Regions from separate parts of the Sus scrofa genome. Here all the other regions are linked to region 1. A link is a contact called in public HiChIP or PLAC-seq and promoter capture Hi-C data. All regions are on one chromosome and are shown on one strand. Each heading gives the region's core, a stretch centred on a gene start, on an enhancer-like site or on the middle of the called end of the contact. The rest is flanking DNA. Distances are from core to core; before and after follow the strand shown. Region 1 holds the start of ZNF317 (zinc finger protein 317). Region 2 holds the start of LOC100738906 (zinc finger protein 177-like). Region 3 holds the start of FBXL12 (F-box/LRR-repeat protein 12).

Region 1 (3,409 bases), core at 428-2,927:
AAAAGGCTGTTTTTGGCAAATATGTGTCCTTGTGCTAGATGTACAGTGAGGCCAAACAAACCAAAAGTCTGAGTTTGGAGTCAAGAAATGTATATTGCAGGACCAAAAAGGAGAATGGGTGGCTCATGCTCAAACTTCCCCCCAACCCCAAACTGCTTATGGTTTTTAGGGAGAAATTTTTATAGGCAAAATTTGGGGTGAGGGCTGCAGGGTATGTGACTTTTACCTTGCTTTGTGGTGAGATTACAGGGCAATGTCCTAGGAATCTTGTGCTCAGTCCAAAGTTTCCATTCTCCAACTGGGTGAGGGCCTTAGTTTCTGCAAAAGAACTCAGATATATTATTATGTATATTCCTCAAGGAGGAACCAGTATCTTGCTTTAATCACTGCACTATAGTTTCTTGATTATTCTTGCTTTTTTTTCTGCATTCATTATTTCCCTGATTAGTACCTATTTGAATCTACCCTTTGGAACTCAGGGCGGGTAATAGGAGGCTGAATCTTTTATCCTGCAAATAAGAAAATGAGGGACCTGGAAAGGCTTTTTGCCCAGGAGGGTCCCACCGGTCCCGCTCAATTTACAATCCATCAGGTCCAACAGTGAACTTTCTGGACTCAGAAACAAGAAAAAAATATTTCTGGCAAACCAATCAGATTCTTGGCTAATGATCAAGGTAGAACTGAGTATTTCCTATTGAATCAAAGAAGAGTCCAGGATGTTGCCAAGGTTTACAATGGAAATGTGGAAAGATGGGGTTGCTGTTATTTGAAGTTGAGAAGGTGGAGCCAGGAGTTTAATTTGCGGCTTTTTTTTTTTTTTTTTTTTTTTTTGGTCTTTTTAGGGTGGAACCCACAAGATATGGAGTTTCCCAGGCTAGGGGTCCAATCAGAGCTGTAGCCACTGGCCTATACCACAGCCACAGCAACTCGGGATCTGAACCTCGTGTGTGACCTACACCACAGGTCATGGCAATGCTCCATTCTTAATCTACTGAGCAAGGCCAGGGATGGAAACTGCATACTCATGGATGCTACTTGGGTTTGTTAACCGCTGAGCCATAACAGGAACTTCTAATTTGTGGCATTTTAATGTATCTATAAAATATCCAAGTGGAGAGAATATCTCATTCCAAATGGAATTTAGAGTAGAGGTGTGGAGCTGTGGATGGAAACTTCCATCTTGACTATTAAATAGCACTTAAAAGTGGTAAGATTCACTGCTACCTCAAAGATTATAAATTGCAAAGACGCCTGAGAACTGAGACCCAAGGCATTTGAAAAATTAGAAGGTGGGGTGAAGGATAAACGAATCCGATTAGTATCCATGAGGATGCGGGTTCCATCCCTGACCTTGCTCAGCGGGTAGGGGAATCTAGCCTTGTGGTGACCAGTGGCACAGATGTGGTTCTGGAGCAGGCAGTCAGCTATAGCTCTGATTCCACCCCTAGCCTGAGAACTTCCATATGTTGAGGGTGTGGCCCTAAAAAGAAAGAAAACAAACAAACAAACAAACAAAAAAAGAAGTTGGAGGAACCCAGCAAGATCAGTAGATTCCACGTATACAATACCCCAAAGGCTGCCTAAATTCGAGAACTACATTTCCCAGAATCCTTTCCACCCTGTGCTTCCAGGTTAGCGGTCCTGTTATGAAATCCCGCGACACTTAGAAGGCGGAAGTGGAGCGGAAGCCATTACTCTCCGGAGGCAATTCCCCCTGTACACATGGGCAGAGGAGTGGTCCGCAGCGGCTTGTTCACAGCTGTAGGTCTCCGCGGCAGATCAGACCATCGTATGAACTTCTCCTCCCTTCAGCGGCAGCTTCCATGACCTCCGCTCCCCCTGATTCTGCCCTTAGTTGTGTAAGCCTCTCTTTCCTCATTTAACCCTTAACTCCCGGCCTTCCTGAGGACACGAGAGGCCCACAAACCGGGAGGAGTTAGTGGGGACGGGGACCTGGGACTGGGAAGCCAGGCAGCTGGGCGGAGTGTGTTTTAGAGCCTGTAATAAGCGATATGAAACGCTGGTGACTAAGTTTAGGTCCGCTGTATTTAGCGGTGAGGGGGAAGCATTGGCGGTATGGTCCAAAAAACCTGACAGATTGGGATGGAGACAGGAAAAAGCCCGGCGAAGTGAGTTCAGGACTTTATTGGAGGACGGGAGTGGGGTTAGGAATTGGAAACCTGCAGGAATAAACTACTTACCTTTTGCTTTGTGTTCAGTTTTGTCTAATATTAATAGGAGCACACTGGTTTTGTTAGCATTTGTCTTGAATGCTTTTTACGCTTAAAATTTCCATATACTTTATTTGCTTGAGGTGACTTTCATGTACATAGCCTGTAACTAGATTTAGAAACTCACTGAAACGTTGTTGTTTAATTTGACAGTCCATTAATATTTATCATGGTTACTAATATTTTGCATTGGTTTCTAGCGTCTTATTTGGTGCTTCCTATTCTTTTCCCTTCAATATTTATTCTTTTATTGGAATACTGAACATATATGGCCCCGCAAAGTATGAGGACATACGAAATAAAAAGAAAAAAAAAAGCGAATCCACAAACCAGGCCAAGAAAAATAAGATTATGAAACTTCAGAAACCTGTATTCGCCTAAACTCTATCCTACTCTTTCCCCAGGATTTTCTTTGTCGATCTTACTGTTGATGTATTCTCAAAGATGTATTTCTTGGGAGTTCCCATCGTGGCTCAGTGGAAGCGAACACAGCTAGAATCCATGAGGATGCATTTCGATCCCTGGCCTCGTTTGGGTCGGGGAACCAGCATCGCTCTGAGCTGTGGTGTAGGTTGCAGAGGCAGCTCGAATTCTGAGTTGATGTGGTTGTGGTGTAAGCCAGCAGCTGGAACTCGGATTCCACCCCTAGCCTGGGAACTTACATATGCTTTGGGTGCAGCCAAAAACAGCAAAAAAAAAAAAAAAATATATATATATATATATATATATGTATAATATATATATATATTTCTTAATTTTGGTAATTACTTGTAAGTGGACTCACACTCAGGTATTTTTAGAGTCACCCTCTTTCCATATTGGTGAAGTACACATTTTAGAGATTTCCAAATACCTTGCTTGGAACTGATTGCATGCACTTGCCTACCCATTCTTTTCCAGGTACATCATGACTTAAATTTTAGTCGGTTTACGAAGTTCCACATTTTGGGGTTTGTTTTCAAGTTGTTGAATATATATGTGAATTTTGAGAATACTGATATTATGCCATTGAATTTTACAATTAATTAGTTACATCTTCTATAATGTCTTTCTATAAAGTTTTATGAATATCAACAAATAGGACTTAAAGGTTTGCTTTTGGATAGATTTATTCCTAGGAAAGTATATGTTTATGCTTTCTTTTTGCATCATAGACTTTTTTTCCCCCATTTAAAAAA
Region 2 (3,439 bases), core at 667-3,166, 1.4 Mb after region 1:
ATTGCTGTGGCTGTGGTGTAGGCCAGTAGCTGCAGCTCTAACTGAACCCCTAGCCTGGGAACTTACATATGCAGAGGGTGCAGTCCTAAAAAAAAATGAAAAATAAAAAATAAGGCAACATTATTGCAAGCTGCTTATAATGTGCCAAAGTTGTGGCCTGGAGTACATTAGTAAAATGGAAAATCAAAAAATATAATATAAAAATAATATAAATTTTAAATGTATGAATGTAAAATGTAAATACATATAAAAATAACATAAAAATATAAATAAAAACGTGTAGATAAAAGCATATAAATGTAAAATGTAAAAAATGTACAAATATGTATAAATAAATGTAAAAATGTAAAAAATAAATTCTATGTAATATAAACATTAAAAATATTAAAATGGGAGTGCCTGCTGTGGCACAACGGGATTGGTGGCATTTTGGGAGCACTGAGATGCAGGTTCAGCCACAGCAACGCTGGATCCTTAACCCACTGAGCAAGGCCAGGGATCAAACGGGCAACCTCATGGTTCCTAGTAGCATTCGTTTCTGCTGCGCAAGAACAGGAACTCCCTTAAGAAAAATTCTTTTTTTTTTTTTTTTTTTTTTTGTCCTTTTGCTATTTCTTGGGCTGCTCCCGCGGCATATGGAGGTTCCCAGGCTAGGGGTCGAATCGGAGCTGTAGCCGCCAGCCTACGCCACAGCCACAGCAACGCGGGATTCGAGCCGCGTCTGCGACCTACACCACAGCTCACAGCAAAGCTGGATCCTTAACCCACTGAGCAAGGGCAGGGATCGAACCCGCAACCTCATGTTCCTAGTCGGATTCGTTAACCACTGGGCCACGACGGGAACTCCAGAAAAATTCTTAAGGTAAGGTGTGAGAAATACTTTTGGAACCAAGGAGTCTATTTTGCTGAACTGCCTCCAAAATTATTTTTCGTCCAATTTCTCATCCATGAGTTTTGCAGGTCATTAAAAAAAAAAAATCCGGAGTTCCCCTCGTGGCGCAGTGGTTAACGAATCCGACTAGGAACCATGAGGTTGTGGGTTCGATCCCTGGCCTTGCTCAGTGGGTTAAGGATCCGGCGTTGCCCTGAGCTGTGGTGTAGGCTGCAGATGTGGCTCGGATCCCGCGTTGCTGTGGCTCTGGCGTAGGCCGGTGGCTACAGCTCCAATTTGACCCCTAGCCTGGGAACCTCCATATGCCCCGGAAGGGGCCCAAGAAATCACAGAAAGACAAAAAAAAAAAAAAAAAAAAAAAAAACCCACTTGGTCAAAACGCATCTCGTTTAAGGTTAGTAAATTCGATTTTCTGCTACTAATATTAGGAAAGCTGCTTCCTCCTTTTCCCAGAGAGTTCTGTTTTTAAGACATAAAACGTCATGTAATTCCCTTATACTTTAGGTTTCTATCACGCTTTAAATACAAGCATATGGTACCAACATTCACTTTAACAATATCAATATTAAGAGATCCCTATGTTCTAAAACTCTGCGGTGATTATAGCCTCTAGGAGAGTCGGAACTGACTTGGGAAGTACAGAGCTGAGTAATCTTTATGTAATTGTAAGACCTGTTATTTACGTTTTCACCTCCCTTTCGTTTTATTACACGTACGTATTTACACTGACCCTGGAAAACGGAGAAAGTATTTTTCCCAGACGAATTTATCAAACGTAAGTAACTGAAAAATCTATCTTAAAACCTCACCTCAATGCCGCTCACAAAAGCAAAAATCCCGGGTAAAATTTTCTTGTACGAGGAGGGCAAAAAGGGATTTCCTTGACTAAAATTCACCAGCGCCTCTCACCCGAAAAACCGACAAAATGCCGAGGTCACGAGGACGGAAGGACACGGAGACTCGGTCAACACCAGCGTGTCCCCTGTCGCTCGAGACCTCGCCTCCGAAGCTTCAGGGCCCCGCCCCCGCAGAGACCCGCCCTCTGGAGCCCCATCTCTCCGCCCCAACCTAGATCCCGCCCCAACTGAGCCCAGTCTCCCCGCCCTCTCCGAGACCCTGCCCTCTGGAGCTTTTTTTCCCCCGCCCTTAAAGAAACCCCGCCCTCCCGAGCCCATTTCCCCGCCCTCGCCTAGATCCCGCCCCCTTGAGCCTAGTTTTCCGGCCCCAGCAGACCCTGCTCCTCTGGATCCTGGTCTCCCCGCCTTTAAAGAGACCCCGCCCCCCGGGGCACCGTCTCCGGGCCCTCTCCGAGACCCCGCCCTCCCAGTGGCGGGGCCGTACTAGTCAGTGCCAGAGGCAGATCCCGAAGAAGGTCGTGGCGCTATAACGGGAAAGACGCTAGTCCTCCGAAAGCGAAAGGCTCAGAGCCCCGACCTAGGAAGGTCCTGAGGCGGCGGGAGGTGCTGCTACCGCGTCCTCCAGCCTTGGCCTAAGCAGTTCTAGTGTCCCCCCACTGGATGCCGTTGGGCCCCTCCTAGCGGGCTCCAATTGGGAGCCTTGGGGGCGGAGCCAGGCGAGAGGAGGGTGCTGGGGGGGGGGGGAGCACAGCTGTACAAAGTCGGTTGGGCGGGTCCTCGTGCGTGTCCTAGAAGGACCGTGCAGCCGGAGACTCAAAGAATGCTTTTTTCTGAGCTCTTGCAGCTTGGTGCTGGGAGACAATGTTTCAGAACTGGTTTGTTATACAGCAGTAAATAACCGATAAATCCCTCTTCACTATTCTTTATTTCCAAACTTTCTTGTCCTTCTCAAAAATGTTTCAAGTTCTTTGAACTTGTCTTAACATTTGTACATTAATCTTGGAGCTGTTAATTTAAATCTATCCAGTTTTTTGGGGTTTTTTTCTTTTTAGGGCCGCACCTGCGGCATCTGGAAGTTCCTGGGCAAGGGGTCGAATCAGAGCTGCAGCTGCGGACTATGCCACAGCAACGCCAAACCTGAGCCACATCGACCACCTAAGCCACAGCTTGTGGTAACACAGGATCCTTAACCTACTGAGCAAGGCCAGAGATCGAACCGAATTCTCATGGATACTACGTAGATTTCTTAACCCACCGAGCCACAACAGAAACTTCTATCTCGTTTTATATAATAAATAGTGGATTTTTAGACATTATGTATGTACATGTTTATATCTTTTATATATGTATAATTTTTTGGTTTTAAGCAGTTACTATTGTTTCCCTGAATACTTTTCTTTCATTCATTCATTTAGGGAATATTTGAGTCATGCATTCACAAAACTTTTATTTCAATTGGGGAGGAGGACAGATAGTAGAATAAATATATACAAGAGAACATGTCATACGTGATTGCCACAATGGAATATTCCTAGCACTTTTCCAAATTGCATTCAATGGCGGTTCATTCGATAATTTATTTTTAACAACTTTTTTTTTCTTTTTTGGCCACACCTGAGGCATGTGGAAGTTCCCGGGCCAGGGACCGAACTAGCTCCACAGCAGTAACCTGAGCCACAGGGGTGACAAC
Region 3 (3,376 bases), core at 256-2,755, 1.4 Mb after region 1:
ATTATCTAAATAGAATAGGGTTATCTAAACTCTAGAAATGGAATTCCCTTGTGACTCAGCAGTTAAGGATCCAACATTGTCACTGTAGTTGTTTGTGTGGCTCCTGTGGGGTACAGGTTCCATCCACGGTCCGGGAACTTCCGCACACCACCAATAAAGAAAAAAAATAGTGGAGGGTTTCAAAAAGTGCAACAAATAACCTGTAAATGTTGTATGTATATATGTATACATAAACATTTATGTTTCTCAAGATCTGCAGCAAATAAAGCAAAGGTTAATAAAGGTTAAATCTAGATGGTGAGTACATGGTTTCAGATATTATCCCCTATGCATTTCCATTTGTATTTAAAATAGTTCATAATAAAAAGAAAAATAAAATGCAGGAGTTCCCGTCGTGGCTCAGTGGTTGACAATCCGACTAGGAACCATGAGGTTGCAGGTTCAATCCCTGGTCTTGCTCAGTGGGTTGGGGATCCAGCATTGCCCTGAGCCGTGGTGTAGGTCGCAGATGCGGCTCGGATCCGGCGTTGCTGTGGCTCTGGAGTGGGCGGGAGGCTACGGCTCCGGTTGGACCCCTAGCCTGAGAACCTCCATGTGCCGCAGGAGCGGCTCTAGAAAAGGCAAAACGACAAAAAGGCAAAAAAAAACAAACAAACAAACAAACAAAAAAAAACAACGGAAGAAAGTGGAAATGGTGTGATTGCACTCTTCAGGAGATTACTTCTGGAAATAAGTTGACTACAAAAAATTACTTTTCCGTGAAAACTCATCAATAAGCCCTTTCCCCAAACGATCTTGGTTATACCCATTATTTTGGAGATGGAGAAATTGAGGCCCAGAGGTCACAGCTGAGCAAGCAGGCGGCGCAGCCGGGAGCACCTGGGAGAGCCTCGCTCGAAACAAGGGTTGGAGGCGTGGTCCTTGAGGTCAGGCTAAACCTACCGAGGCCCAGGCCTTCCCGGCCAGCCCCGCATACCGTGTAGAGCGTCAGGTCGACATGTCGCCACAGCCACCGGTCGTCCACCAGCCTCTTCCAGCGGTGACAGACCCTGGGGGAGGGGACCCGCCGTTAGAACGACCACGGCCCCGCGGGGTCCAGGTCTGCACCTCCTAGCATGCCCCCCGCCCGGCCCCTCCCTCCCGCGGGGCGGGGCCGCACCTGGAGATGCGGATCCGGTCCCGGACCGGGAGGTAAGAGAAGATCTCCAACAGGACAGAGTCCGGCAAGTCGGCAAAAGTCGCCATCATCCCGCCGACACGCATTTCCGTTTCCGTCCAGAGGGACTCGGGGACTCGTTCTGAGGGCGACCAAGGAGGTGGGGGAAGTGAGGGTGCTGGCACGGAGGTGGTCGCGGCTTCAGGTAGCCAGCAGAGATTCAGCTTTCCTCTTGCGGGGACGTGGCTGGGCACTGGAGCCAGAGCAGCACAGGATCTGAACGCCGAACCAAAAATGCAGCTGAGAACTGGGACTAAGCCGGGAAGGCGGGGCTGAGGCGGTGACGCAAACCAAGGGCGGGGTTAAGGGGGGGGAAACCTTACTCTGGGGGCGAGGCCGGGACGAGGGCCGAACCCAGAAGGCGGGGCTGGGGCGGTGACAAGCCCTGAAGGCGGGATTGAGGGCAGAGCCGAGAGCAGAGGACTCCGCAGAGAGAGGTCTCAGCTTTAGAGCTTTGTGATGCATGTACATGAGGGTAAATTTGCAAGAGTGAAATAGCTTTTGTTTTGTTTATAAATAGCTTGTTAAAAGGAGTGTTGAATTTTTCGTTTTTATTGATGGTGTCAAATGATTCTCCTCAGAACCTGAACTGACTTCCTTCTCGTAAACAGCACTCATTTTTATAAGTTGCAATTCATAAAGGCAGTGAAATTTACTCAAGCATTCCCGTATTGATGAGTATTCCGGTTGCTTCCAGACCTATTACCATAAACAATATTGGAGCTAAGCATTCTGTTACATATGTATGTATGTATATACGTATGCAGGTTTATGTACACACATATATATAATATACTTCCTATGTTTTTATTTCTATAGGATAAATAAACAGGAGCTGTGCTTATGGGTCAAAGGACATGAGGAGTTTAATTCTGAGTAGCTTTTGCCAAATCACACTCAACAAATGGCAATAAATGTTTTTAATACACACAAGAAATTGGAGATGCTGAAAACTGTTTCAAAAAGAAATGCAAACTCATTAAGATGTACATGCTAAATGTGTGCAATTTGGTATACCAACTGTACCTGAATAAAACTTAAATAATCTGTATGCTTACACTTATCCATAAATAAATTCAAAGTAAAACACTATGGAATTCACTTATCAGATTAAGAAAGATGAGGAAGCCAAAAAATACCCACACTGGCTCTGATATGAGGAAACAGACTTTCTCAACCACAGCAGTTGGGGCAGAATTGATGCAAAATCTTTGAAGACAGTTTGGCAACATAAGATTGTAGCCCCTGTCAGACCAAGCATCCCACTTCTAGGATCTCAAATTGTCAGAAAGAACGAGGTAAAAAAAAAAAAAAAAAAAAAAAAAAAAAAAAAAAAAAACAAAGGAGTTCCCGTCGTGGCGCAGTGGTTAACAAATCCGACTAGGAACCATGAGGTTGCGGGTTCGGTCCCTGCCCTTGCTCATTGGTTTAAGGATCCGGCATTGCATGAGCTGTGGTGTAGGTTGCAGACGAGGCTTGGATCCCGCGTTGCTGTGGCTCTGGCGTAGGCCGGTGGCTACAGCTCCGATTCGACCCCTAGCCTGGGAAACTCCATATGCCTCGGGAGCAGCCCAAGAGATAGCTAAAAAGACACACACACACACACACACAAAAAAAAAACCAGAGGATAAAACTGCAGCCTACCAGATCCTCAGGGCAGAGCCCCCTTCCCTGCCTGCTTACATCTCTCACAAGCATCCTATCCTAATAAATCTATTACTTGCCTATCAAAAGAAAGAAAGAAAAAAAAAAAAGTCAGTGGAGGGAGTTCCCATCATGGCTCAGCAGTAACGAACCTGGCTAGTATCCACAAGGACTCAAGTTCAATCCCTGGCTTTGATCAGTGGGTTAAGGATCCAGTGTACGTGAGCTGTGGTTTAGGCCAGCAGCTGTAGCTCCAATTCAAGCCCTAGCCTGGGAACTTCCATATGCCTCAGGTGCAGCCCCAAAAAGCAAAAAAGAAAGAAAAGAAAAGAAGAATCATCTCCTGCCCCATCAAGCATACAGGAGTGGAGGGATAGGAACTGTCACATCTAAGCTCCTTCCTCTGGCTCAGAAATTTAGGCAACAAGAGACAGAGAGGCCCTGCCCAGTTTGCTCCCTGAGTCATGACCCAGAACTCTCCCTCCTGGGAAGCATTTATCTCCAGCCAGGAGCAGC

The links. Promoter capture Hi-C pulls out the DNA fragments that hold promoters and counts their contacts. HiChIP or PLAC-seq counts read pairs in DNA pulled down with a chosen protein or histone mark.
Region 2: a contact with region 1 is called in a promoter capture Hi-C map of liver, with 18 times the contacts expected there. The contact joins the promoter of LOC100738906 here to the promoter of ZNF317 in region 1. A contact is called at or near these places in 3 of 5 promoter capture datasets (fetal liver, fetal skeletal muscle and liver), 13 of 47 Hi-C or Micro-C datasets (brain, embryonic fibroblasts, fetal heart ventricle and 8 more) and 2 of 2 datasets of contacts at active chromatin or transcription factors (alveolar macrophages and skeletal muscle).
Region 3: a contact with region 1 is called in an H3K27ac HiChIP or PLAC-seq map of alveolar macrophages. The contact joins the promoter of FBXL12 here to the promoter of ZNF317 in region 1. A contact is called at or near these places in 1 of 5 promoter capture datasets (liver) and 1 of 2 datasets of contacts at active chromatin or transcription factors (alveolar macrophages).

The regions. Positions count from the first base shown.
Region 1 is chr2:67,310,471-67,313,879 of Sscrofa11.1, forward strand. It overlaps ZNF317 (zinc finger protein 317), which reads left to right and starts at 1,678. Exons shown (of 6, transcript XM_021083756.1): 1 at 1,678-1,859.
Region 2 is chr2:68,675,735-68,679,173 of Sscrofa11.1, forward strand. LOC100738906 (zinc finger protein 177-like) reads right to left here and starts at 1,917. Exons shown (of 6, transcript XM_021083777.1): 1 at 1,702-1,917.
Region 3 is chr2:68,700,412-68,703,787 of Sscrofa11.1, forward strand. It overlaps FBXL12 (F-box/LRR-repeat protein 12), which reads right to left and starts at 1,506. Exons shown (of 3, transcript XM_013987420.1): 1 at 1,160-1,506; 2 at 943-1,049. It also overlaps a transcript of UBL5 not described here.